Regions from separate parts of the Mus musculus genome. Here region 1 is linked to region 2. The links are chromatin contacts, called in public Hi-C maps. All regions are on one chromosome and are shown on one strand. Each heading gives the region's core, a stretch centred on a gene start, on an enhancer-like site or on the middle of the called end of the contact. The rest is flanking DNA. Distances are from core to core; before and after follow the strand shown.

What was found. Hi-C and Micro-C count contacts between places; a contact is called where the count stands out from the background.
Region 1: a Hi-C map of rod photoreceptor shows a contact between it and region 2, with 1.8 times the contacts expected there. The contact joins the enhancer-like site here to the promoter of Adprhl2 in region 2. A contact is called at or near these places in 5 of 39 promoter capture datasets (the HPC-7 cell line, HPC-7-derived erythroid cells, embryonic stem cells and 1 more), 3 of 484 Hi-C or Micro-C datasets (embryonic stem cells and rod photoreceptor), 4 of 115 datasets of contacts at active chromatin or transcription factors (the SCID.adh cell line, bone marrow-derived macrophages and embryonic stem cells) and 3 of 9 other capture datasets (adipose tissue, liver and pancreatic islet).

What each region holds. Positions count from the first base shown.
Region 1 is chr4:126,382,229-126,387,921 of GRCm38.p6, forward strand. All of the region lies in intron 5 of Ago3 (argonaute RISC catalytic subunit 3), which reads right to left. Among named protein-coding and RNA genes, the nearest start is that of Ago3, 44 kb to the right of the region's middle. Within about 2 kb of position 2,408, at least 1 of the 459 cell types and tissues checked has an H3K27ac peak or open chromatin away from gene starts, as enhancers often do. A contact at or near this core is called in rod photoreceptor, where this site is marked.
Region 2 is chr4:126,320,236-126,325,510 of GRCm38.p6, forward strand. Adprhl2 (ADP-ribosylhydrolase like 2) reads right to left here and starts at 1,468. Exons shown (of 6, transcript NM_133883.2): 1 at 1,207-1,468. The coding sequence starts at 1,435. Tekt2 (tektin 2) reads right to left here. Exons shown (of 11, transcript NM_001357262.1): 2 at 4,899-4,968; 3 at 4,568-4,773; 4 at 4,359-4,484; 5 at 3,995-4,200; 6 at 3,404-3,547; 7 at 3,122-3,236; 8 at 2,885-2,992; 9 at 2,585-2,728; 10 at 2,337-2,416; 11 at 1,886-2,184. The coding sequence starts at 4,723. The coding sequence ends at 1,971.

The sequences.
Region 1 (5,693 bases), core at 1,158-3,657, 63 kb after region 2:
GTGTTGAGGGGAGGCTGCAGTTGGGATGTATTGTATGAGAGAAGAATAAATAAAAAGAACAAAAAATCATTCTGACACTGAGAAACAACATAAAGAGAATAAAAAAAAGTTGGAAATCAAATAGACTCACTGGAGCTTACTTTTAGCCCAGTCCTCACTAGCTGTGACTTTTCTCAGTGCTATTAATATATTTATTTATTATGGTTCTTAGAACTGAACTTAGAACTGAACCTATGGCCTCATGCATGCTAAGTGTTATACCACTAACCTTCATTTCCAGTCCTCTGAGCTTCTAATTATTTATCTGTTAAAAAAACCAAAAAAACAAACAAAAAATTTCTGGAGTAGGAAAGATGACTCAATAGTTTTAAGAGTGTTTACAGCTATTCCAGAGGCTGAGTTTGGTACCCAGAACTCACATCCAGGCATAACTCCAGCACTAAAGGATCTGACGCCGGTTTCTGGTCTCTGTGGACACTTAACAACAAATTATGGTGTATGTACATACTGTGTGTATACACAGACACAAACACATACTAAGAATAAAGATAAGCTACCTCTCAGAGCACTGGAAATTACCAATGCAAAGTATCCACTTGTGCCTCAAACATGGGAGCAACTCAGAGCACCTATTTTCACTTCCGAGTAATTTTCTACTGCCATTTTCTCATTCATCTATTGCAAGATCAATGAGTTATACTATCAATGTACAATAATTCTTTGAAAAGACTATATGAAATCTTGTTAATATATATGAAGTTAGGATTTTCACTGTGTCCAAACTGAAACTGTATGAGGACACAGGAAGGTTGGGGGTATTGCTTGATGGTTAGAGGACTTGCCTAGTATCAGATCCCTGGATTTGATTCCCTAGTACTGCAAAATAAAATATAAGTATATACATGAAATAAACTGATACAATAGAAAATTACAGATGCAAAAAAAGAGATTTAAGTATTTGCAACATTTAAAATAATTAGGACATGTACCAAGAAAGACTAGATCAAAATTAATAGTCAAAAAATATGGCAATATATGATGGATCTTGGCAAAGAAACTTTTCACAACTATAACTGAATGCTGGGCAGTTACTGGTGGGAGGTGTCTGGAAAGGTTACATGCTACGACTATTACTTACCCCAACAGTGCCACTTAAAAACTAACTCTTGGCGGCTGGAGAATGGCTCAGTAATTACAAGCACTGGCTACTTTTCCAGAGAACCGTGTTTGATTCCCAGCACCCATACAGCAGTTTACAACCATCTGAAACTACAGTTCCAGGGATCCAACACCTTCTGGTCTCCAGAAGCACCAGGTATGCATGTGGTACACACATATAAATACAGAAAAACACTCAAACACATAAAAAATCTAAAACAATGATCTTGCTAGTACCCAAGAAGGTTCTTTCTCTAAATCTCTCCCAAGCCTAACAGTGCTCTAAGAAAACCAAAATTCTTACTGCTGTACTGGCACCTTCTTTATGGATGTACAATATAAATGCACACCACTAATTCTAAGTTAGAGTTCCCAGTTCTTGAAATTATGTAACTGAAAACATAAACTATATGATTTTTTCCAGATTTTATCATATCAATTAAATATAATTAAATTCTTCATTTTTACTAATACATGATTTTTTTTGAGAAGTACACAACTATTCTAATTGTCTTGGTACTTTTCCTTGGATACTAAAAATGCTATCAATGGTCTCTTTCTCCTCTCCCTCTCCCCCCGCCTTCACACACACACACACACACACACACACACACACACACACACACACACACCTGTATTTGAACACTTCTATCTATGAAACTGCTGGCTCATGAGGGATGTACATTCCTTTCTTATAACAGTTCTTTCACAGTTATTTCAGTTTCTGACCTTTCACAAGCAATGCATGAGTCTCTGTGGTGGGGCCAGTGAGAAGGTTTAGCAGGCAATGACTTGCTGCCAACCCTGACCTTACAAGTTCCATCCCAGGAGCCTACATGGTAGAAGAACTGACTTCCACAAGTTGTCTTCCGACTTCCACACATGCACCCTGGCACACGTCCTCACCACACAATAAATAAATGTAATTATGATGCCCCAGGGAAGGGGGCTATGGGGAGGGGAGGTGGGGGTGAGGGTGGGATGGGGTGGGTAGGGGAGCACCCTCTCAGAGGCAAAGGGGATAGGGGATGGGTGAAGAACTCTTGGAGGGGGGACTGAAAAGGAGAGCAACATTTGGAATGTAAATAAATAAAACAATTTTAAAAAATTAAAAACCAAAGTCATGTTGGGTACTATTCACAACTATTAAATATTGTTAGACAAGATTAGTCACTCTGATAGGTACATGGCAGTGATTTAAAAAGGGGGACTAGTGAGATGGGGAGAGAGAGAGAGAGAGAGAGAGAGAGAGAGAGAGTGTGTGAGAGTGAGAGAGAAGCAGTCCGAGAAACAGACCGAGTCCTAGGGGCCCTGGTGGGGTCTACATTGCTGCCCTTGTGTTCTTATAAAAGTTTGGCAGTTCATTCTCTGAAAAAGGTAAAACAAAATAAAAAGCTCCCTGGAAGGAGGATGCCAGACATAGTTGAAGGCACAGGAGTTGAAGGCACAAGATTGTACCACCAACAGGGATCAAAATGAGTGCAAACACTAAATGCTGATACAGAAATTCCTCTGGCTAAAATCTCTAACTTGGCTTTCAGAACACAGATGGCCAGATTTAGCCTTTAGGCAGGTGCATGAGAAGGCTAATCTTAGCTAACCTTACCTGCTCCGAACAAGGACACCTAAGGATTACAATAGCCCAACTTCAACGACTGAATGACTTCACCCTTTCATGAAGGTCCAGGTTGACTAGACACCTTTGTGTATACAGTACTTGCATTTGGTGTGTTTAGACACTCCCACTGAGGTCCTAGACATAACAGAATAATAATAGAATGCTATCTTAAGATATCCACCCTTAAAAGATGGGGCTCAGAGCTAAACAAAGAATTCTCACCCGAGGAATACCGAATGGCTGAGAAACACCTGAAAAAATGTTCAACATCCTTAATCGTCAGAGAAATGCAAATCAAAACAACCCTGAGATTCCATCTCACACCAGTCAGAATGGCTAAGATCAAAAATTCAGGTGACAGCAGATGGTGGCGAGGATGTGGAGAAAGAGGAACGCTCCTCCATTGTTGGTGGGATTGTAAGCTTGTACAACCACTCTGGAAATCAGTCTGGCGGTTCCTCAGAAAATTGGACATAGTACTACCAGAGGATCCCGCAATACCTCTCTCCTGGGCATATATCCAGAAGATGTCCCAACCGGTAAGAAGGACACATGCTCCACTATGTTCATAGCAGCCTTATTTATAATAGCCAGAAGCTGGAAAGAAACCAGAAACCCCTCAACAGAGGAATGGATACAGAACATGTGGTGCATTTACACAATGGAGTACTACTCAGCTATTAAAAAGAATGAGTTTATGAAATTCCTAGACAAATGGTTGGACCTGGAGGGCATCATCCTGAGTGAGGTAACACAATCACAAAAGAACTCAAATGATATGTACTCACTGATAAGTGGATATTAGCCCAGAAACTTAGTATAGCGAGATATAAGGTACAATTTGCAAAACACATGAAACTGAAGAAGAACGAAGACCAAAGTGTGGACACTTTGCCCCTTCTTAGAATTGGAAACAATCACCCATGGAGGGAGTTACAGAGACAAAGTTTGGAGCTGAGACAAAAGGATGGACCATCTAGAGACTGCCATATCCAGGGATCCATCCCATAATTAGCCTCCAAACGATGACACCATTGCATGCACTAGCAAGCATTTGTTGCAAGGACCATGATATAGCTGTCTCTTGTGAGACTAGGCCGGGGCCTAGCAAACACAGAAGTGGATGCTCATAGCCAACTATTGGATGGATCACAGGGCCCCCAATGGAGAAGCTAGAGAAAGTATCCAAGGAGCTAAAGAGAACTGCAACCCTGTAGGTGCAACAATGTTATGAACTAACCAGTACCCTGGAGTTCTTGACTCTAGCTGCATATGTATCAAAAGATGGCCTAGTAGGCCATCACTGGAAAGAGAGGCCCATTGGACAGGCAAACTTTATATGCCCCAGTACAGGGGAACGCCAGGGCCAAAAAATGGGAATGGGTAGGTAGGGAAGTGGGGGGGAGAGGGTGTGGGGGACTTTTGGGATAGCATTGGAAATGTAATTGAGGAAAATACGTAATAAAAAAAGATATTAAAAAAAATATCCAGGAATAGGGCTGGTGAGATGGCTCAGCAGGTAAGAGCACCCGACTGCTCTTCCGAAGGTCCCGAGTTCAAATCCCAGCAACCACATGGTGGCTCACAACCATCCGTAACTAGATCTGACTCCCTCTTCTGGAGTGTCTGAAGACAGCTACAGTGTACTTACATATAATAAATAATAAATAAATCTTTAAAAAATTTTTTAAAAAGGTTTTCTTATTAAAAAAAAAGATATCCAGGAAGCAAAAAAGAGCTGTTAATAAAATAGATATTAAAAAGCGAACAAAAGTGGCACATGCCTTTAATCCCAGCACTCGGGAGGCAGAGGCAGGTGGATTTCTGAGTTCGAGGCCAGCCTGGTCGACAAAGTGAGTTCCAGGACAGCCAGGGCTATACAGAGAAACCCTGTCTCGAAAAACCAAAAAAAAAAAGCAAACAAAAGGTAGAAAACTTCTAGAAAGTAGCTCAAAACTGAGATTAAAAAGACAAACAAGTGCTAGAACACCGACGTTAGCGTTTTGTTGTTGATGTTGTCTATTGATGCTTGACAAAGAATATCCAAGACAAAAATTAAAAGCGTGATCTCAAAAGGACCACTGTAAGCCAAACAGGAAAGGCGCATTCAACCAGAGTCAACCAGAAACTAGTAAGAAACCAATCTGAAAGCTGTGCTGATTACGATACACTGAGCCAGTCTCCTAATGCAAGGACAGACTGCCTGGGAAAGCCTGACTTCCATCACAGTAAACAGAGTCAGGACTGATTGTGGAAGCTGTGAAAAAATTGGGAGGAGTAAAAGGCTTCTGCCTGAATGACTGAAGGCTGAGCTGTTTCCCGAAGCGCTTGCCTGTGCTGCAGCCTTGCTTCTAAGCACAATGTGACTTGCAGTTTCATTACAGTAGAATGTTTGAGTTTTAAAGTTGGTGGTTGAGTGGCCTTTAATCCCAGCACTAGAGAGGCAAAGGTGGGCAGATCTTTATGAGTTCATCATAGCCAGCCTGCTCTACTTAGTGAGTAAAGGCTAATGGAGAGACCCTGTCTCAAAAACCAAACAAAGAATGCTATTTAAACTGCTGGCTTGAGTTTAATGAAAAAAAAAAATCGTTAAAATAATTTGGTTTGGGATTTGGATGGAATTTCCAAAATAACTCCTAAAAATACTTCAGTTATTTCATATTATATATTTATACCAAGCATTCTCAGCATTGGTGATTATAAAGTCAAAATAATGATCAAATCTGATGCTCTGTTCTATGTCCTACAACATCCAATACTCAGGCAAGACTTAATCCTCCCCTAGCCCCACAGCTAGCCCAGGCTGCTCTGGAACTTAGCTGAGGATGGCCTTGAACTTCTGCTCCTCCTTCCACGTCCTAGGATTACAGGCATGCAGCACCATGCCTAGATAAGATAGAATCTTTATGTAAAATTA
Region 2 (5,275 bases), core at 218-2,717:
CAAGTTGCAATGTTCGTAGAGTTGGAGCAAAGGAGAATCTCTCTCGTTCTCTCTCTCTTTTTTTAAAGATTTATTTATTTGTTATATGTAAGTACACTGTAGCTGTCTTCAGACACCCCCAAAAGGGCATCAGATCCCACTGCAGGTGGTTGTGAGCCACCATGTGGTTGCTGGGATTTGAACTCAGGACCTCTAGAAGAGCAGTTAGTGCTCTTAACTGCAGAGCCATCTCTCCAGCCCCAAGGAGAACCTCTTCTGCAGTGTTACTGGGACCATACTGTAGGAAAAGGAGACTGCCAAAGTGAGCTCCCCCCAAAGGGAAACTCAAGGCCAAGAGGAACCAAGCAAGCTAGTTAGGAGTTGAACTCCTGGACTTAGCACTGCTGGAGGCCAGAACTTCCTTTGGACTCTGTCAGTTCTTTCCACTCAGACCCTCTTAAAATGTGTTTCCTGCAGCCACAGGGTCCCAACTACCACTCAACCTAAAACACACCTTTTTTTTTTCCATCTTACCAAACCATAATGAAATAAAATTTGTCTTATCTCTGCTTCCTTTAACACCCGTTTTCCATGTTCTCGACCAACTCGACATGGTTTTCTGGGTCCAGACTACCCTGACTTTTCTGTAACACACCAGTGTCCTAGTCTTGAAATTCTTTCCTCTGGTTTTGTTACCATCCTTCCTACTTCTCGGCACACCCCGTCCTTCCTCGCTCCTTCCCCTACCTCTAAATGCCTCTTAACTCGTGGAGTCCTCTGGGGTTCTGACGACGGCCCCCTTCTACTATGTTACATGCTCTTCAAGAAGAACCAAGTCTTCTACTGACATCTGACCTGGAATCTGAGGACAAGCTGCGTTTGCAAGCGAAAGGAAGGGACATGTCTTAACAGGCTAGGGACAGCCCTCGCCGACGCCCACATCGGGCCAGCAGTTTGAGAAAGCTGGTCACGACGGAACTGGCCACGCGGGAACTGGCTCTAGCCAAGGTTTTAGGCGAGGCCTGCGCTCTGAATGTGGTCATGGCTGGAGACCTACAACCACGGAGAGCTGGAGCAAACCGATTCGATCCAGGGGCCTTCAGCCTCGTGACTTCGTGGGAGCTCGCCGCAGGAGCCTCCACCTCGGCAGCCTAGTCTGCGCGCGCGCCCCCGAGTCTCGGTCCCCTCGCCCAGGGGTGGGGACCCGATCGGTGGTGCCCCGCCCACCTGTCCGCGCGCTGCCCGGCGTGCCCGGGTCCGGCTCCAGGCTCTCGACGTGACTCAGGACTGATGCCAGGCTGACGGTATCGTGTGCCTCGTAGACAGCGCCCACGCAATCTCCCAGCAGCGCGCCCGCCAGGCAACCTCGGAAGCGCGAGATGGAGCGGGCCGCACTTGCCCCGCCGCCCCCCGCCGCCGACATCGCTGTAGCTGCTGCCGCCGCAGCCACCGCCATCCGCGCGCGGACTAGTCGCCACTTCCGGCATCGATGCTGCCGCCTCTTTGGTCGTCTCTTCCCCGCGGCCCCACAGCGCCCCCTTGTGGCCCGGAGTCTCAGCCTACGTCCTACCCCACAGCGCCACTCAACGGCTGGGAGTCTCAGCGCCCCATAAGTACTCGCACGCTTCGCTTTGGCGCTCCCTACCTTCTCATTTGTAAATGGCACCACAAATGCGGCCGACAGCTCCCTAAAATCCCGCGGAGGACCCTTTGAAAAGCACCTGAACAAGAATGTTGCCCACTCAAAGCCACTGCTGCCCGCGGGCGATCACCTGTATCTTTACACCCGTATTCCTTCTGGAGTCGCTTTGGACTCGACCCCTATGAAGTCTAGGCGACTCCATCGCTCAAGTGGACTGTCTCACTCGGTCAGCCACTCTCATGGGGTAGCAGAAAAGAGCCTGGCTTGAGAACTCCATTTTTATTATTTTACTGTCCCCTCACTACTCCCCCCTCCCACCAATCTTGTGTCTTCCCTCAGCCGCCAAAGCCTAGGTTAGCTCCAGCTGGCAGATTTTGAGTGGACTCAGTGTGCGGTTTGTCGTGCGCGTGAAGGTGTCCACCTGGGGCACAAATTTCTCAGCCGGCACCGTCAGCTTGCGTCGGGTGTCCATACACTTGGTGTCCAAGAGCAGGGTGTTGGTCTTGCACGCGATATCAGCCTGTATCCGGGCCAGGTGCTTGAACAGGGCATCCAAAGCGTTCCTGTAACGCAAAGCATCGGGAGCTCAGAGCCCTACATCAGGCTGCAGGGGCCAGGACATCTCACCAGCATAAAGCCCAGAGAGACCAGCAGGCACTACGGCCCCATGGTTGAGCAGTGCCCCCCACTATTCCTGCCCACTCTCTAAACCTACTGTGTTTGGGCCAGCTTCTGCTTCATGGTATTGATGGTTGCCTCTAACTGGTGGACTTCATCAATGAGGCCATACTGTGTCTGAAGACAGAGGGGCAGGATGGGGTTTTCAGTTCAGCCGCAAGACCCTTCAGCTGGTCGCATAACTGCCTTGGACCAGAATGCTTGTTCCACAAGAAACGTGCGAAGAGGGGTAATACTGAGGTCTCCTTAGCAGACAGGGGTGGTCCCCACCGGGGCCCCTTGTACCTGGTCCCGGCAGAGCTCCACATTGGACCGGTAGGTTCTGGACTCCAGCCGGGTATGTGCAAGCTTCAAGTTCATCATCTTTCTACGCAGGTCCTCCTCCAGGCGCCGAATGTCTCCCTGCAGCTCGGCTATCTCTTCTAAGGTCTGTGGCAGACATTACTGTTCTCCACCGGCAAGACTCACACTAGGGCTCCCAACTGAAGCTTCAGGGCAGGGTTCCTTATGCCCTGCCTCACAGCATGGTGGGAAAGGCAGGGTGGTGGGGTTGGGGGAGGGTAAGGGGGTGGTGGTGACACTCACATTTTTCTCTTGCCACTTGAGCTCACTGTAAAAACTCTCCATTTCCCGAAGCCGCTTCCTGAAGGTGAATTCTGTTGCAACCCTCTGAGCGTCCAGTTCATTGTTGGTCTGCATGAGGAGGGTGAGCCAGGCCAGAAGAGGGTGTCATGGCCTTGTGAGATTGCTGTTTGAAGTCAGGGAAGGGCTAACATGTGGTCAGTGTGGAAAGAAAGACAGAGGTGAGTTGGGCTTAGTCACCTGAGCAATAGCTAGGGCAATGGCTTCCCTCAACTCTATGGACGCTTTCATTTCGGCCTCTGCCCGGTTCTTGTTGAATCGAGTAAATTCATCCCACTGCTGCAGTGTGGTGGAGCTGTGGAGGCAAGCAAACAATGGGGGTCACTGGGGCACACAAGGAAACGATGGGGTCACAGGGACACACAAGGAAACAATGGGGTCCTAGGGACACACAAGGAAACAATGGAGGTCACAGGGACACACAAGGCACACAGAAAGGACTGACTGAAACACTGGTCTTACTCTTTGGGGATGCGTGTGGGGTTGACTTTCAGAGAGATGTTTGGGGAAGTGAGGTTGAGAGAGAGGCAGCCCCTGTCGATCTCCAGTGTCTCCATTTTGTCCCGGTGGTCAGAGTTGAGTTGCTGCCGAATTTCCTGCAGGAGACTGGAGAAGGAGAAGACACTGGAGCCATGGCTCCCAAGGACCAGGACGCGAGCCTCACTGGACTGCAGGGATACTGAAGGTTTGTGGTATGTGTGTGTGCGCGCATGCTTGTGTGTGTGTGTGTGTGTCTGTGTGTGATGCATGTGCTGCTGCATCTAAGACAGAACAGCCTTATGAGTGTCCCTCAGAGTGTACCTCAGTCACAGGTATGTGACTTCACATGCACGCATGAACATTTACAATAAGGGGGCCAAGATCAATGGTGGAACTTTCAGCCGCGGAACAAAGGCTGCCTAGGTTCCTGACAATGAGTAGGCCTTGGAAAGCAAGTCCTAAATGACCAATATCTCCTGCCAGAAGGCTGTGAGGGACAGAAAGTATCATCCAGCAAGTCCCATGATGCCCCCGGGTGCATGTGAGTGTGCTCCGGTCGCCCCCCCGCCTCACCAGAGGTGCTGGAAGGCCTGGCTGATCTTCTCCTGTAGGACCTTCTTGGTGGCTTCAATGACTTCCACCTCTTTCAGCAGCTCTTCCTCCACAGGGTCCCTCACCACATCAATGTCTCGCCGGCTCTCTCGCAGAGTCAGGCACTCGATGGCCACATCCAGGGGCAGGTTCTTGGCCTGCAGGTTTTGCTCCGCCGATTCTTTGGCCTAGAAAGGAAGAGCACGGGGATTGGTGGGGCCATGCTCAGTGGGAGAGCGCGCCCATCCTCACCTCAGCAGAGGGAATGGTGTCCAGATCTGAAAATGGGGTAGGAGGGATAGGCCTTGCCATCAGAGCCTGCGGATGCCCAGCCCTGGCTCCCTGCCTGTGCCAAGCTATCGATCTCAGCATCTAAATCTGTCAGACACTTGTCCAGCGTCTCCTTCCACCGGTTGACAGTGTCGATCCTCTCAGCCAGGCGGGTCCTATTGTCATGTTCATCCCATACAATCTGGAAGAGACAGAACCAAATAAAATGAATGTCTGTGGTTAAGGGCTCTCCCATGGCCCATGGACCTTAGCGGGTCCACAAACCTGATTGTTTGTCTCATTGCGAAGGATCCGGGCCTCCTGGCGGATTTGGTGGGAAGCATCTCGCTGCCGCTCTGCATTGGTGGACAATAGGTAGCTGTTGGTGCGCCAGTCGGAGAGCCGGTAGCGTTCGCTGGGCTTGAAACTTAGTGTCGCCATGGCTAAGGAGACGAAGGTCTGAACCCCTTAGGCCTGTTCCAGATCGCCACCTGCAGAAGAATAGAAAACCCGCCTTTTCTGGATCCCCTCTCCCCAAACCTTGGCCTCTTGGCTCTAAGCCCTTTCCCGCAGAGTCTGCTGGGAAGGTTTCCAACTCAGCCCCCCTCCAACTCACCTCCTGTGAGGTATTAGCAATCAAGCTGTATTTCCTCAGTGGTCTGTCTTCAGGCACAAAGCCCTGGAGCCTGCAGATGCAAGGATGCTCGTAAAGGAAAGGATAAAGTGTGTGTGTGTGTTTGTGTGTGTGTGACTTACTGAAGGGATGGCAGGGAACATACCCCTTAATCCAGTTTCCACCCCTACTTCCAACAATCACCCCTTCTCAGGCTGTGGGCCAGGCCCACGGGGGATCCGGGAGAAGAAACCTTGTTTCCTTTCCAGGGTGGACTGGGCGCCACACCCAGGCTTTAACCAGCTATCTGGGTAGGGAGGGAGGCTGGGTCCCTTGCCCCGCCTGGTATGGAGGAGGGCTGGCCGCCTGGTAGGAGGAGC